4 separate regions of the Sus scrofa genome follow, and regions 1, 2 and 4 are each linked to region 3. A link is a contact called in public HiChIP or PLAC-seq data. All regions are on one chromosome and are shown on one strand. The core of a region is the stretch at or near the end of the contact, and the rest is flanking DNA. Distances in the headings are between cores, read along the strand shown.

Evidence for each region. HiChIP or PLAC-seq counts read pairs in DNA pulled down with a chosen protein or histone mark.
Region 1: a contact with region 3 is called in an H3K27ac HiChIP or PLAC-seq map of alveolar macrophages. The contact joins the promoter of PTS here to the promoter of DIXDC1 in region 3. A contact is called at or near these places in 1 of 5 promoter capture datasets (liver), 1 of 47 Hi-C or Micro-C datasets (blood) and 1 of 2 datasets of contacts at active chromatin or transcription factors (alveolar macrophages).
Region 2: a contact with region 3 is called in an H3K27ac HiChIP or PLAC-seq map of alveolar macrophages. The contact joins the promoter of TEX12 here to the promoter of DIXDC1 in region 3. A contact is called at or near these places in 5 of 47 Hi-C or Micro-C datasets (alveolar macrophages, blood and liver) and 1 of 2 datasets of contacts at active chromatin or transcription factors (alveolar macrophages).
Region 4: an H3K27ac HiChIP or PLAC-seq map of alveolar macrophages shows a contact between it and region 3. The contact joins the enhancer-like site here to the promoter of DIXDC1 in region 3. A contact is called at or near these places in 4 of 5 promoter capture datasets (fetal liver, fetal skeletal muscle and liver), 12 of 47 Hi-C or Micro-C datasets (alveolar macrophages, blood, embryonic fibroblasts and 4 more) and 2 of 2 datasets of contacts at active chromatin or transcription factors (alveolar macrophages and skeletal muscle).

What each region holds. Positions count from the first base shown.
Region 1 is chr9:39,918,543-39,921,671 of Sscrofa11.1, forward strand. PTS (6-pyruvoyl tetrahydrobiopterin synthase) reads left to right here and starts at 1,615. Exons shown (of 6, transcript XM_005667339.3): 1 at 1,615-1,893. The coding sequence starts at 1,808.
Region 2 is chr9:39,862,714-39,865,994 of Sscrofa11.1, forward strand. It overlaps TEX12 (testis-expressed protein 12), which reads left to right and starts at 1,380. Exons shown (of 5, transcript XM_005667333.3): 1 at 1,380-1,508. BCO2 (beta,beta-carotene 9',10'-oxygenase) reads left to right here and starts at 1,423. Exons shown (of 12, transcript XM_013979374.2): 1 at 1,423-1,508.
Region 3 is chr9:39,665,038-39,668,030 of Sscrofa11.1, forward strand. It overlaps DIXDC1 (dixin), which reads left to right and starts at 1,417. Exons shown (of 23, transcript XM_003129869.5): 1 at 1,417-1,765. The coding sequence starts at 1,706.
Region 4 is chr9:39,883,479-39,886,815 of Sscrofa11.1, forward strand. All of the region lies in intron 2 of BCO2 (beta,beta-carotene 9',10'-oxygenase), which reads left to right. Among named protein-coding and RNA genes, the nearest start is that of BCO2, 21 kb to the left of the region's middle. Within about 2 kb of position 1,778, at least 2 of the 83 cell types and tissues checked have an H3K27ac peak or open chromatin away from gene starts, as enhancers often do. A contact at or near this core is called in alveolar macrophages, where this site is marked.

The DNA.
Region 1 (3,129 bases), core at 365-2,864, 250 kb after region 3:
ATGACTGAGACATAAAGCTTAGGCAGGGCCTCTTCCTCTCCCTGAGTCCAACTTACCACTGGGCAATGTCCTGAGACTCAAGGAAAGGGAGTATACAAGTGAGGGGAAAGGGATTAGGGGGCTCCCTAGTGACCCGTCTTAACCACGTCTGCAAAGATACTATTTCCAAATAAAACCATATTCTGGGGGGGGGGTACAATTCAATCTGTAGCAGTGTGACTGAGGGTAAATTTGGTGAGTGCCTTTATATAGAATCGACTTTAATAAAATAGAGCAAAAATTCTGCAAATGCAATGATTTTTATTAAAGCAAACAGCAATTTCTCCAAAATTATACCCTTTTAAAATTTTATTTTGATTCTTTAAATCGTTTTTGAAACAAGTGAGGCATTTGTGTAATCGTTAGAGTATCTATGATGTAGTCAGTGCCTGGGGGAACACTGTTTACATTATAAGTGATCTTGGGTAAGTAATTCATTTATAGTAGGCCTGTATTTTCTTATCTGTGAGAGGACTGAGTTAGATTTTGGGTCTCTACCTCAAAAATCTCTGGTTTGGAGTTCCCATCGTGGCACAGCGGAAATGAATCTGACTAGGAACCATGAGGTTGCGGTTCGATCCCTGGCCTCCCTCAATGGGTTAAGGATCTGGCATTGCCGTGAACTGTGGTGTAGGCCATAGATATGGCTTGGATGCTGTGTTGCTGTGGCTGTGGCATAGGCCCTTGGCAACAGCTCTGATTAGACCCCTAGCCTGGGAACCTCCATGTGCCGCAGGTGCGGCCCTAAAAAAAGGACAAAAGACAAAAAACAAAACAAAACAAAACTCTGGTTTATAATTATTCAAAGTTCTTTTACAGTCCAGTGGAGGAGAGGAGAAAAAACTTGAAAATGTGTGAGGAATATTTGCTACATAACATATTAATAATAACGATAATGCAGAATGAACAACATATATAGCTGGAGACAGGAGACATTTGAGAGAAATCATTGGGGCTTATATTTCTGCCATGCCCATGATTTTATCTATTTCCAGTGCCTGGAACATGCCAGCAACATAGTACACACTCGGTAACTAATGAAAGGATGAAGGGAGGCAAGAGATGACATGGTGCATGCTGGCAACTCTAAGTAGTTTGATCACTCCTTAGGAGTAGATGTGAGGAAACAAGATCCTATCACTCCGAGGTGTCTGCGGTGAACAGAAAATTGCTAATGTGTGTATGTTCATGGGTGCATGTGCTTACACTGTGGCAACCAAGTGATAAATGGGTCCATGCAGGAATGTGGACGATAAGGACAGCTTGAGAACTCCCCTTTGTTCCAAACAGTCCAAAGGTAATATCGGTTCTGAAGACCACGTGGTCCTACACGTGCCCTCAAATTTCTCCGCCTTTTAAGCTATAAGTAGACTGGTCCTGGGACTCATCTCATCCTGCCACTGGAGGTTTACACCGTAACCCTGGGCTTTCCAGAAGCGAGTGGGAAGGGCGGCTCAATGAAGTCCCTCCCTGATTCAAAGTAGGCCCACGCGCACCCTAACTGCACGACGTGGCCTCAGGTTTAGCGGACAGAAAAATGAAGGCCACCAGACCCCATCTACTCTAAGGCACGCCCAGCTCTGTGAGCTCTTGCTCTCCCGAGATAACGGAAAGCCCGGTGCGGCCTCCAAGCCGGCAGAGGGAGCTCAGCCGCAGGGCGCTTCCGGGGCGCCTGCCGCACTGCGCAGCCGCGGAGGGAGGCCCCGCCCATTCCCCCAGGCAGGCGGCGGCCCCGGGGCAGGAGGCTCGGCCTTGCCTCGCGGGCGGAATGAGGAGCGACGCTGACTCAGGCCCCCACCGGCGGGCGCGAGTGTCCCGCCTCGCGTCCTTCAGCGCGTCCCATCGGCTCCACAGGTGGGTGTGCCCACGGTGAGAGTAGCGAGGGCGGGGCCTTCGAGGCCTGGGCCTAGGAGGGCCTGGCGCCCGGACGTCGGGGGTCGGCCGGGGTACCCTACGTTGAATAGGCGGGGCGCGCGGCGGGGCGGGGGCGCGCGGCGGCGGGGCGGGGGGGCGCGCGGCGGGGGCGGGGGCGCGCGGCGGGGCGGGGGCGCGCGGCGGGGCGGGGGCGCGCGGCGGGGCGGGGGCGCTGGGTGCCTTCTTAGGGCCGCCGGGCCTCGTCGACCACCTAAGAGCCGTGATAGCGAGTTGACCAGGCTCCAGAGGGGCTGTGCAGTGACTGCGGAGGGCGACGGCCCAGGGTACGCAGCCCGGAGGGTCCTCTCGCTGGCTCTGCGACCTGAACGTACTTCTTGGTCCCTCGGATTGCTCTAATTTAGCTTAGAGGGTCGCTGTGACCTTCAAAGGAGTTGAGCTCGCCCACGTTACGCGGTACCCGGCACATCGTAAACACTCAGTTCATGTTAGCTGCTGTTATGTCAGGAGCATTGGCAAGCAGCACAGTTGGGATTGAACCCAGAGTACTCAGACTGCTGGGTCGAATTGAAGAGTTGATTTTGAGGGGATATTTGCCACTTAGTAGAAGGCTCCACTCTCTGAGCATCTGTTTCCTCCTCTGTGAAACCAGGATAATAATTTCTACCTAAGAGGATTGATGCATTCATTCACAGGACAGGTATTTTTTGTCAGGTCTTGGGCTAGGTAACAGGCATGCAGCAGTGATCAAGACCTGTCTTAGCCTTACTTCTGGAATGTACAAACTGGCCAATTTTTTGGAGGGTAGAGTGAGGTAATTTTGTGCAGAAGCTTTGTGAATTGTGGCACGTGGAATGTAAGAAGTGGGTGAGCAGGAGAGAATGAGGAAAGTAATAGTGTCTCACAGAGAAAGGGGTTATTTAATAGGAAGCTCAAACATGTGAGGGTTGTAGAGCCTCCTTGCAGATGCACTGTTGATTGGACAGGTATAAATATAAAAATCCGTTGAGAAAATTGTTCTCTGTTTAGAACATACGCTGAGTATCGTAATTTTATTTTATTTTTATTATTATTATTTTTGTCTTTAGGGCCACACCTGTGGCATTTGGAGGTTCCCAGGCCTAGGGGTCAAATCAGAGCCGTAGCTGCTGGCCTACACCACAGCCACAGCAATGCCAGATCTGAGCCGCATCTCAACCTACAGCACAGCTCATGGCA
Region 2 (3,281 bases), core at 130-2,629, 200 kb after region 3:
CGTAGGCCGGCAGCTGTAGCTCTGATTTGCCCCATAGCCTGGGAACCTCCATATGCCATAAAAGAATAATAACAGTAATGATAGTGATGAAGAAGAGACAGACACTGAGTGGATAACTGTACACTTTACCAAGTAAGGGCATTAAAAACTAAAACGTTTAATATTTTTATTTCTTGAGAGAACACCTTAACACCCCAAAATTTAGGAAGGACACTGTACCTAAGAGACAGTCTTTTAAAGTGATGCAGGGAGTTCCCTGGTGGCCTAGTGGTTATGGACCCCAATTTATCACTCTGTGGCTCAGGTATGATTCCTTGCCCAGGAACTTCTGCATGCCTGTGAGACCATAAATAAATAAATAAATAAATAAATAAATAAATAAATGGAACACATTAGCTTTATACAAAACTCATTACCTTTTTCCTTACTTTTATCACAAACGGAAAATTTCAATAGATTGTCAGCAGTCCTTAGTGAATGGAATGTTCTATAGATGATCAGTAACTGCACCATAATCATCAAGTGTAGTTATTAAATGACTTATATTTCACAAGCATAGCACAACTGAAGTTAAACCAAGTACTTTTTTCTAAAAGTTTACTTGAAGAAGTTGGCTCTTTCAACAACAGCCTACAAATAAACATATACACACAATCCTTACAAGTCTTTTTAACAACTGCCATTTAAATAAACCCCAAAGGAAAAAACAATAATATGTATGTGTTAGTTTGCTAAGGTGTAAGATAACTGACCTGGAATGTCTGGGAAGTGTTATTGACCTTTGTTTTATGAGATGATATACTTTTTATTTTCTTCCACAACTAACTGGGCGTAAGTGCAGAATGCCTATCCTTGCCATTGTGGTCAAAGGCACCATATTAAAGCTCCCAATGAGGCTAAACTTTAAATATGTGAGTCATGCGTGTTACAAAATATGTTTTGAAAGCTGCCAATGATGTCGACTAAACTTACTGACACATCAAGAAGGATATGTTCGCTGTGATTCCAAAAGTTGAATTGCACCAAATATGAAGAGGTAAGAAACCAAGACTCTAGATCTACAAGTGTCTGGTCCGGCCAGGGGGGACTCAGGTTTAAACACTTCTTGCAACAAACAAACCATCTGGACCAGGCTGTATCTTTCACTTGGAAAGTGGTAGTGGGGTACTACCATCTTGTGCTTCTTTTCTGAGGTTCCAAGAGACCAGAACACACCCCGGCCTTCCTCTGGTAGTTCTTTCTTGGTCTTTCTTGAGAAACCAGTCTTAGATCAGATTTCCCCCTTCTTCCCCAGAAACTCAGTGGGAGGCTGGGAGAGAGTTTCCTTTACCGAGACGCCAAGCCGGGAGGCACATTGGGAGAAAGACCCCCTCCCCGTGGCAGCGGGGAGGCGACGTGTCACGTGACCTGCCGCGCTGCCCATCGGGAAAGCTGCTGCCTTGAGCCTGCGCACCCACGCTGGCCTCTTCCCGCGTTTTAGCTGACGAGGAAGGTGCCCCCACGGAACGGTAGGCCGGTCTTGGGGTGCGGCTCTGGGGCTGAGCGCCCATGGGAGTGTGCCTGGCTGTGAAGCAAGGTAGTGAGAGCAGGTGGGCGCTTCCTCCCAGGTCTCTGATGAGACCGAAAGGCTAGTGGGGAGGAGAGGGAGAGGGAGCCGGAGCGGGAAGTGAGGACCCAGGTAGGTGGGATGATCTGAGGGGCCCGAGGTAGCGTCAGGGGAAGAGAAGCCGAGGAGAAAACGATTGGACGAGGCCAAGAGCCCATACTTGGGGATGATTGCAAGGCCGGGTCTGCGGCCGTGCAGGTGCTTGTCGCAGGCCGAGGCCCAGCCCGTTGACCAGACCAGGATTCATCTGAGGACCGTAGCTATGACAGAAAAATTAAAACTTCTGTTTTCACAGAAGTTGAATTACCTCTGTTTTTACAGAAGTTGACTTACGTAATTAGGAAAGTTTTGATTTGATACATTAACGTTCTGTTACTTTGAGACAGGCAAGAAGAGGTGTAAAAAGAAAAGGGAAGAGAAAAAGGGGAAGAGAGTGTAGAACAGCTCTCATGTTGGCTTCTCTGAAATATTCTCCAACTTCCCAAGAGGGAGCACTAATGTGCGTGTGTAGAGTTTTCTACATATTACTACATATTCTATTCTAGTACTTACTTTTTATTTAATTAATTAATTAATTTATTTTTTTGTCTTTTTTTTTTTTTGCTATTTCTTTGGGCCGCTCCCGCGGCATATAGAGGTTCCCAGGCTAGGGGTCCAATCGGAGATGTAGCCACTGGCCTACGCCAGAGCCACAGCAACGCAGGATCCGAACCGCGTCTGCAACCTACACCACAGCTCTTGGCAACGCCGGATGGTTAACCCACTGAGCAAGGGCAGGGACCGAACCCGCAACCTCATGGTTCCTAGTCGGATTCGTTAACCACTGCGCCACGACGGGAACTCCCCTAGTACTTACTTTTTCAGCTGCACCTGCAGTATATGGAAGTTCCCAGGCCAGGAATCTAATCCTGGGCCACAGCTGTGACTTACATGCTGCAGCTTTGGCAATGTCAGATCCCTTAGCTCACTGCGCTGGGCCAGGACAGAGTCTCCACAGAGACACGTAAGATCATTAACCCACTGTGCCACAGTTAAAACTCCCAAAAGTCTCTTTTATTTTATTTAATTTATTTATTTTTGCCTTTTCTAGAGCTGCTCCCCAGGCATATGGAGATTCCCAGGCTAGGGGTCTAATCGGAGATGTAGACACCAGCCTAGGTCAGAGCCACAGCAACATGGGATCCGAGCAGCCTCTGCGACCTGCACCACAGCCCATAGCAACGCGGGATCCTTAACCCACTGAGCAAGGCCAGAGATCGAACTCGCAACCTTGTGGTTCCTAGTCGGATTCGTTAACCACTGAGCCACGATGGGAACTCCCAGAAGTCTCTTTTAGACTAGAAGAGATCTTGGTTCCAGTCTGACCTAGTTTAACATGTTTGAATTTGGTCAATTGTCTCTGTCCCTGTTTTCACATCTGCAAAAGATGAGATTGAATTAGATGGACTGTTTCAACATTAAGCTTTTGTGAAGGCAGAACATTCTTAACTGAATCCTGAAACAAGGCAGACATGCCAAAGAGATTAGTTTGACTGTATATAGAGGGACTAGAAGGAAATCATGGGAAATGGTAGGCTGGCTGGCCCCAGGTGATGTAGGACTTTGGATTCTATACCATAGAATTTGAATTTATTCTGGAGCAGTGAATGATCAAGGGAAAGTTTTCTGAACTAGA
Region 3 (2,993 bases), core at 167-2,666:
AGCCAGTTCTGGCCGTTCTAAGTAAGGACGTTCTTCTCTAGTGACCCGAGGATGAGGTTAGGTTGAATAAAAGCCATTACTGACTTTTCTCGCTAAGGTACTAATGGGGATTTGAGGAGGGAATCTGTGCCTTTGGAAAATCACTCCTGTAGAGTCCTAACTTCTGGAGTTCCTGTTGTGGAGCAGTGGAAACAAATCTAACTAGTACCCATGAGGATGTGGGTTTGATCCCTGGCCTCGCTCAGTGGGTTAAGGATCTGGTGTTGCTGTGAGCTGCAGTGTAGGTCACAGATACGACTTGGATCCTGCATTGCCGTGGCTGTGGTGTAGGCTGGCAACTGCAGCTCTGATTGGACCCCTGGCCTGGGAACTTCTATATGCCACAGGTGCAGCCCTAAAAAGCAAAAAAGAAGAAAGAAAAAATAGAGTCCTAACTTCTCAAACAGTCTCTCACTAACCAGCTGTGTCCTTGGGCAAGGCCTGACCTTCTCTGAGCCTTAACACCCAGTAAACCCTTCCCTCCCATCTGGGATCACGAGGTGTAACATAATATGGGTGTTCTTTCAGCTTCCAGTTTTCCTATAGAAACAAGAGTGTGCACCAAGGACACAGATGACTAGTATTTTTAAAAATAAATAATCAAGACTGTGACTGGAATAACCAGAAACAAAGGGGAAGAGCTCTCTGTTTGTTTGAGGAAGCTCTTACCTAACCCTTTCCAGTGCACCAGGACATTGTACAATTATTTTCATTAAAACCCATTTAATTAAGTTAAAACTCATTTAAAATATGGTTTCACATTTTAGCGCTTATTTTCAAAAGAAAGAAACTTTTTTGGTAAAGACTTCTTCATCCTTGGTTTACCCTTGATGTCCCTATTTTGATCCTGTGATTGGTTTAGCACCACTTTATTAAATGTACCCCAATAACATCAATAACTAAAGCGCTCTACCCTCTCTTTGTGTCTGTCCCTTCTTGATACCCCTTCTTTAGCCTAACCTCACTGTCCAGGCCCCATATGGGAAAAGGTTGCTGGGGGTTAAAAAGCTAGTCTGGGAGTAAAAATCTATGATTCACTCCCCTTCCCAGCCACCTTGCCTTGTGGTGGGGAGCTTGAGTTCTTTAGCCATCAGAGAAAGAGATAGAGAGAGAGAGAGAGAGAGGAGAGAGAGAGAGAGAGAAAGAGTGTGTGTGTGTGTGTGTGTGTGTGTGTGTGTGTGTAGGGCATCCACACGCAGCCATACCCCCTGTGCGTCCGTGTGTATTGGGGCGGGGGGCGGGGGGGCGCGCACGCTCCAGCAGCCCTGCTGTATGTGTGTGTCTGCAGCGCAGGCACATACGCCGCCGCTCCCCACGCCCGACCCCCGGCCCGGTGTGTGAGCGTGTGCGTGTGCGTGTGTGCGCGCGGCGCGGGGCTCTCCCTGACGCACGCCGGGCAGGGGGCCCCCAGCCAGCGCCCCTCCGCCTGGTGCGCGCCCAGCAGTTTCTATAGGAACCGCGACAGCGCGGGGCCCCTCCTGCAGATCCCCGGTGCGAGCATGCCCAGTGGAGGCCGCTAGTTTGGCCCGGGTCTGGGTTTCCAGTAAGTGGCATGCGGGACTCCGGAGACATCCCAATGAGCTGAGCCGGGAGTCTTTGTGTGCACGGGGAGGAGGAGGCGGCGGCCGCCGGCCCGGAGACCCCGCCCGGGGGGCCGGCAGGAACAATGCTAGCCTGTTTGACCCGGGGGAACTTACTGGACGTTCTGCAGGAGGGCTTCAATGAGGTAACTGCTCCTCCCACTCCCCAGCTCCCCCTGCCTTAACGCCTCCAGCCTCATCTCTGGAAGGGGTCCTCCTCCGCCTGCATCCTTACCGGACCCAGAACAACCCCCTGCAGAACCCCAAGCTAAGGTGGGGGTGGGTACAGTACAGAGGAGCCTGGTGAACCCGGAGGGATCAAAAGGGCCGACTGCTTCCAGCCAAGCTGGGCAATGACGTTCCCTGGTAGCTTGCCTGTGCCCAGAAGACAGGACCACGAATTCTGAGGTCATCTCCTTCCAGAAGAAGTGGTCTCATCCCTCTCTGGGCTTTGCCCGCAGGACATCCCCAGGGAAGCCCATGACTATATGGCAGAGGTGCTCCTTCTGTTTGAGGAGTAAGTGGGTGAGCCAAAGGAGGTGGCATGCATTGGTAGAAAGTTTGAGCAAGGGCAGGAGGAGTAGGTGGTCCGCAGGAAGTGCCCACTTCGTGTTCACATCACTTTCTAAATCCAGGGCAGTGCATTCCCCCCAACCACCAGCCTGCTTGGCAGAGGGACCTAAGAGGAGAGAGAGGTTTCTGGGCCTGATTCAGGGGAGCTGGGGTTTGCCCCTTTCGGTGTGAGAGGGGGGACCTAGGGCCTCAGTCGGACAGGCAGTGTGGGCTAGGGCTGGCGGACAGTCTTTTTCTCTTCACTTGCTTTTCTCTCAGAATTCTGGTGTTTATCCAGTTTTCTTTTCTAGTGACCCAGACCATTTGGGTTTAAGACCTTTGTCCCTTGTGGTTGGCTCCGATGTCCTCCATGGCTTCTGAGCCCCACCCGGTGGGTTGCCTTATCCCAGCATCCCTTACAAGGAGAGGTAGATGGTTGGTTGTCTTTCTTCCTTTCTCCCTCTTTTTCTTTCCACCTCTCCCTCTCTTCCCTTTATGGCGTTTTTTAAAGATTTTTTTTATTATAGTTGATTTACAATGTTGTGCCAATTTCTGCTGTACAGCATATTGACCCAGTTATACATATATACATCCTTTATCTCCTATATCTTCCATCATGTTCTATCACAAATGATTGGATATAGTTCCCTGTGCTATATAGCAGGACCTCATTGCCTATCCATTCTAAACGTGTAATATTTTTTAAAGTCAGTTTTTAATTAAACAGTTAACATATGAATCCATTCTCTTCATGATGATGAACCTCACAGGCAAGACTGAGTGCTTTGGCCGCCCCTGCCATCCTGGCCTTTTCCCCAGAGG
Region 4 (3,337 bases), core at 528-3,027, 220 kb after region 3:
TAAGTGCTTAGTAGACGGTCTTATTTGCACCTGTGACTATGCCTGTCACACACAGACGCTCTCAAGCATCTGTCTCCCACCTCACACCCATCTCATGTGCTCTGGACCTGTATTTTGCCAACTGGCTACAGAACATCTCTACCCTGATGTTTTGCAAATGACTCAGATTCTTGTTTAGAACTAAACTGTTTGCTTTTCCCCAGTGCTAGCTGTTCATGTTTTCTCAGTCTCATTTAAAGCATCACCATCCCTTCAGGGGTGACTTTCAGGACTCTCTTTTTGTCACTGCCTACCTCCTACCAGTCTTCTGAGTTATTTCTGCAACTTGTCCTTTTCTAACTGTAATGCTTCAGTTTAGGTGCCCATCATCCACTTGAATTACTGTCTGGATGCTCCTATTTCTGCCCCATATCCTACTCTGTGTCTTTCTACAATACAGATCTCCCAGTTTCACTCTCCTGTTTCAAAACTCCATGCTTTTCTGTTGAAGTTCTTTAAGACTTAAGTTTAAGTTCTGGTAGTTCTTGTGCTGACCTATTTTATTTCTCCATCCTCACTGCCTGCTGCCGACTGCTCTGTCCACACACTCATTTGTTGACTAGCTAGTCCTCCAAGATACCATATTCATTTAGGCTCTTCCTTTTTTTTTTTTTTTAATCACCTCCCCCCAGGATGCCCTTTTCTCTTCTCCAGCTGACAAGCATCCTTAAAGAATCATACAAACATCTTTTTTCCCTCTTGACACTTCCCTGATGTCCATATCCTTCTTCCTCTTGCTCCTTCTGTGCATAACTTGTGTTTTTTTTTCTTAATACTTCTCCATAGTTGTGATAATCACTTTGTATTATAGTTATTTATATGCCTATAATTGTTGGGCTGGACACATGCTTGGCAAATAGTAGGGACTCCAGAAATGTTGGTTGATTTGAATAAATGAATGTATGGAATGACAGAGTGTAGAAAGATCTTGTAAGATGGAATCTAACACGTTGAAATTTTTTTTTGTTTTGTTTTTCTGTCTTTTTTTTAGGGCTGCACCTGTGGCATATGGCGGTTCTCAGGCCAGGGGTCTAATCGGAGCTGTTGCTGGTGGCCTACTCCACAGCCACAGCAATGCCAGATCCGAACCACGTCTGCAGCCTATACCACAGCTCATGGCAATGCTGGATCCTTAACCCTCTGAGCAAGGCCAGAGATTGAACCACAACCTCATGGTTCATAGTCAGATTTGTTTCTGCTGCACCATGATGGGAACTCCACGTTGAAATTTATTAAAGGTGAATATGAATCAAGAAAACCAGTGTAGAGGAATGAAGATGGAAGATATTGGCTTAACAGTAGAATGTGATAAAAATTAGGGGTTTTACTTAACAGCTCAGTGTGAGTCAACAATGTGGGGTGATAAAGAAAAATAAGAAGGATAGAAAAGAATATGAAATATCTTAAGTGAGGAAACTGATCTTCTGAGTTTACACTTAGGGTATTGTTGTCTCTATGTTCCATCGTCTTAGTGGAATTTAGACTGGCTTAGCAATGATATTCTATTGTTTTTAGAATACTTTCGTTTTTAATATTTTTTTGAAAAAAATCACCAAACTAGAGTAAGAAACCACCAGCTAATGTTATCAAGAAGAAAAAAGAGAGAAAGCATAAATATGCAAAATAAGAAATGACAGTAAGAAAGAAGCCATTGAAATAGACCTAAAATTACAACAGACTTTGTGGGCCTCTATGCAAATACATTTGAAAACCTCAAGGAAATGGATCATTTCCTGGGGAAATACAGATTACCAAATTGATAGAGGTAGAAAGTTTAAACAACCAATTTCTCTAGAGGAAAACAAGAAACTTACTGAGAAATTACCTCTTAAAAAAAACACTGGGGAAGTTCCCACTGTGGGGCAAGGGTTATTGGCAGTATCTCTGCAGCACCAGGACACAGGTTCGATCCCCAGCCCTGCACAGTGAGTTAAAGGGTCTGATGTTGCTGCACCTGTGGTGTAGGTTGAAACTGTGGCTTGGATCTGATCCCTGGACCATGTGCTGTGGGGCAGCCAAAAACAGGGGGGAAAAAAGCACCAGGCACAGATTACTTCCCAGGGAAATTCTACTAAACCTTTGAATATCAGGTAGTTCCAGTGCTTTCAATCAGAGGATCGGGAATGAAAGGAAATTTCCCAATTCTTTTTATGAGGCAAGTATAATACTGATATCTATATATGATAAAGTTGTTAAAAAAAAGAAAAAGTACCAAATATATTGTACTAATATAATACAATAAACATTTCGTTAACAAACAGAATTCAACTACCTTAAAAATATAATTGGAGTTGCTGCTGTGGTGCAGTGGGTTAAGAACCTAGCTGTAGTGGTTCAGGTAGCTGCAGAGGCATGAGTTGGATTCCCAGCCCAGTGCAGTAGGTTAAAGTATCTGGCACTGCTGCAGCTGTGGCATAGGTTGCAGCTATAGCTCAAATTCAGTCCCTGGCTCCAGAATTCTATATGCCATGAATGCAGCTGTAAAATAAATAAATAAATTAATTAATACATACCCACATATATATATATAATTCACTAAGATCATATAGGATTTATTCCAAGAATGCAAGGTAGGTTCATTACTCTTATTTGGAAATCCACTAATGTCATGTACCATATGAATAGATCTCAGGAAAAGTAATCATAATCATAATTGATTTTCTCCATAAACGGTAACAAAACTTTTGTCAAAATTTAACAGCCATTCCTCATAAAAATACTCAGGAAAATGGATTTGAGAAATAGTTTCTTAACATGATTTTGTATATATATGTATATATATATGTGTATACACACATTATATTTGTATATACATATGTTTATATATATGTGTGTATATACACATATCCACACACCATATATAAATGTATTTTAATCTTCGTCCTAAAATCAGTAATACTACAATTATTTTTTCTAAAGCAGGAATAAGGGATGGATGGCTACTTGTTTCTACTACTGTTTTACAAGGTGTAACCAGTACAATTAGACTAAAGAAATTAATTAGAGGCACAAGGATTATTAAAGTAATGCTGATTATATCATAGTAAACCTGGAAAACCATAGGGAAATAAACAAAATAATGCAAATAATTAAAAGGTGAGGAGGTAACAGGATGTAAAATTAACATACTAAAATCAGTGGCCTTCATATACACAAACAACAACCAGTTAAAGGAAATAATGGTAGAAAAAAAACCCTCTCATTTACAATAGCAACAAAAAAGATTATAGACTACCACATGACCCAGCAATCCCACTCTTGGGCATATATCTGGACGAAACTTTCCTTGAAAAAGACG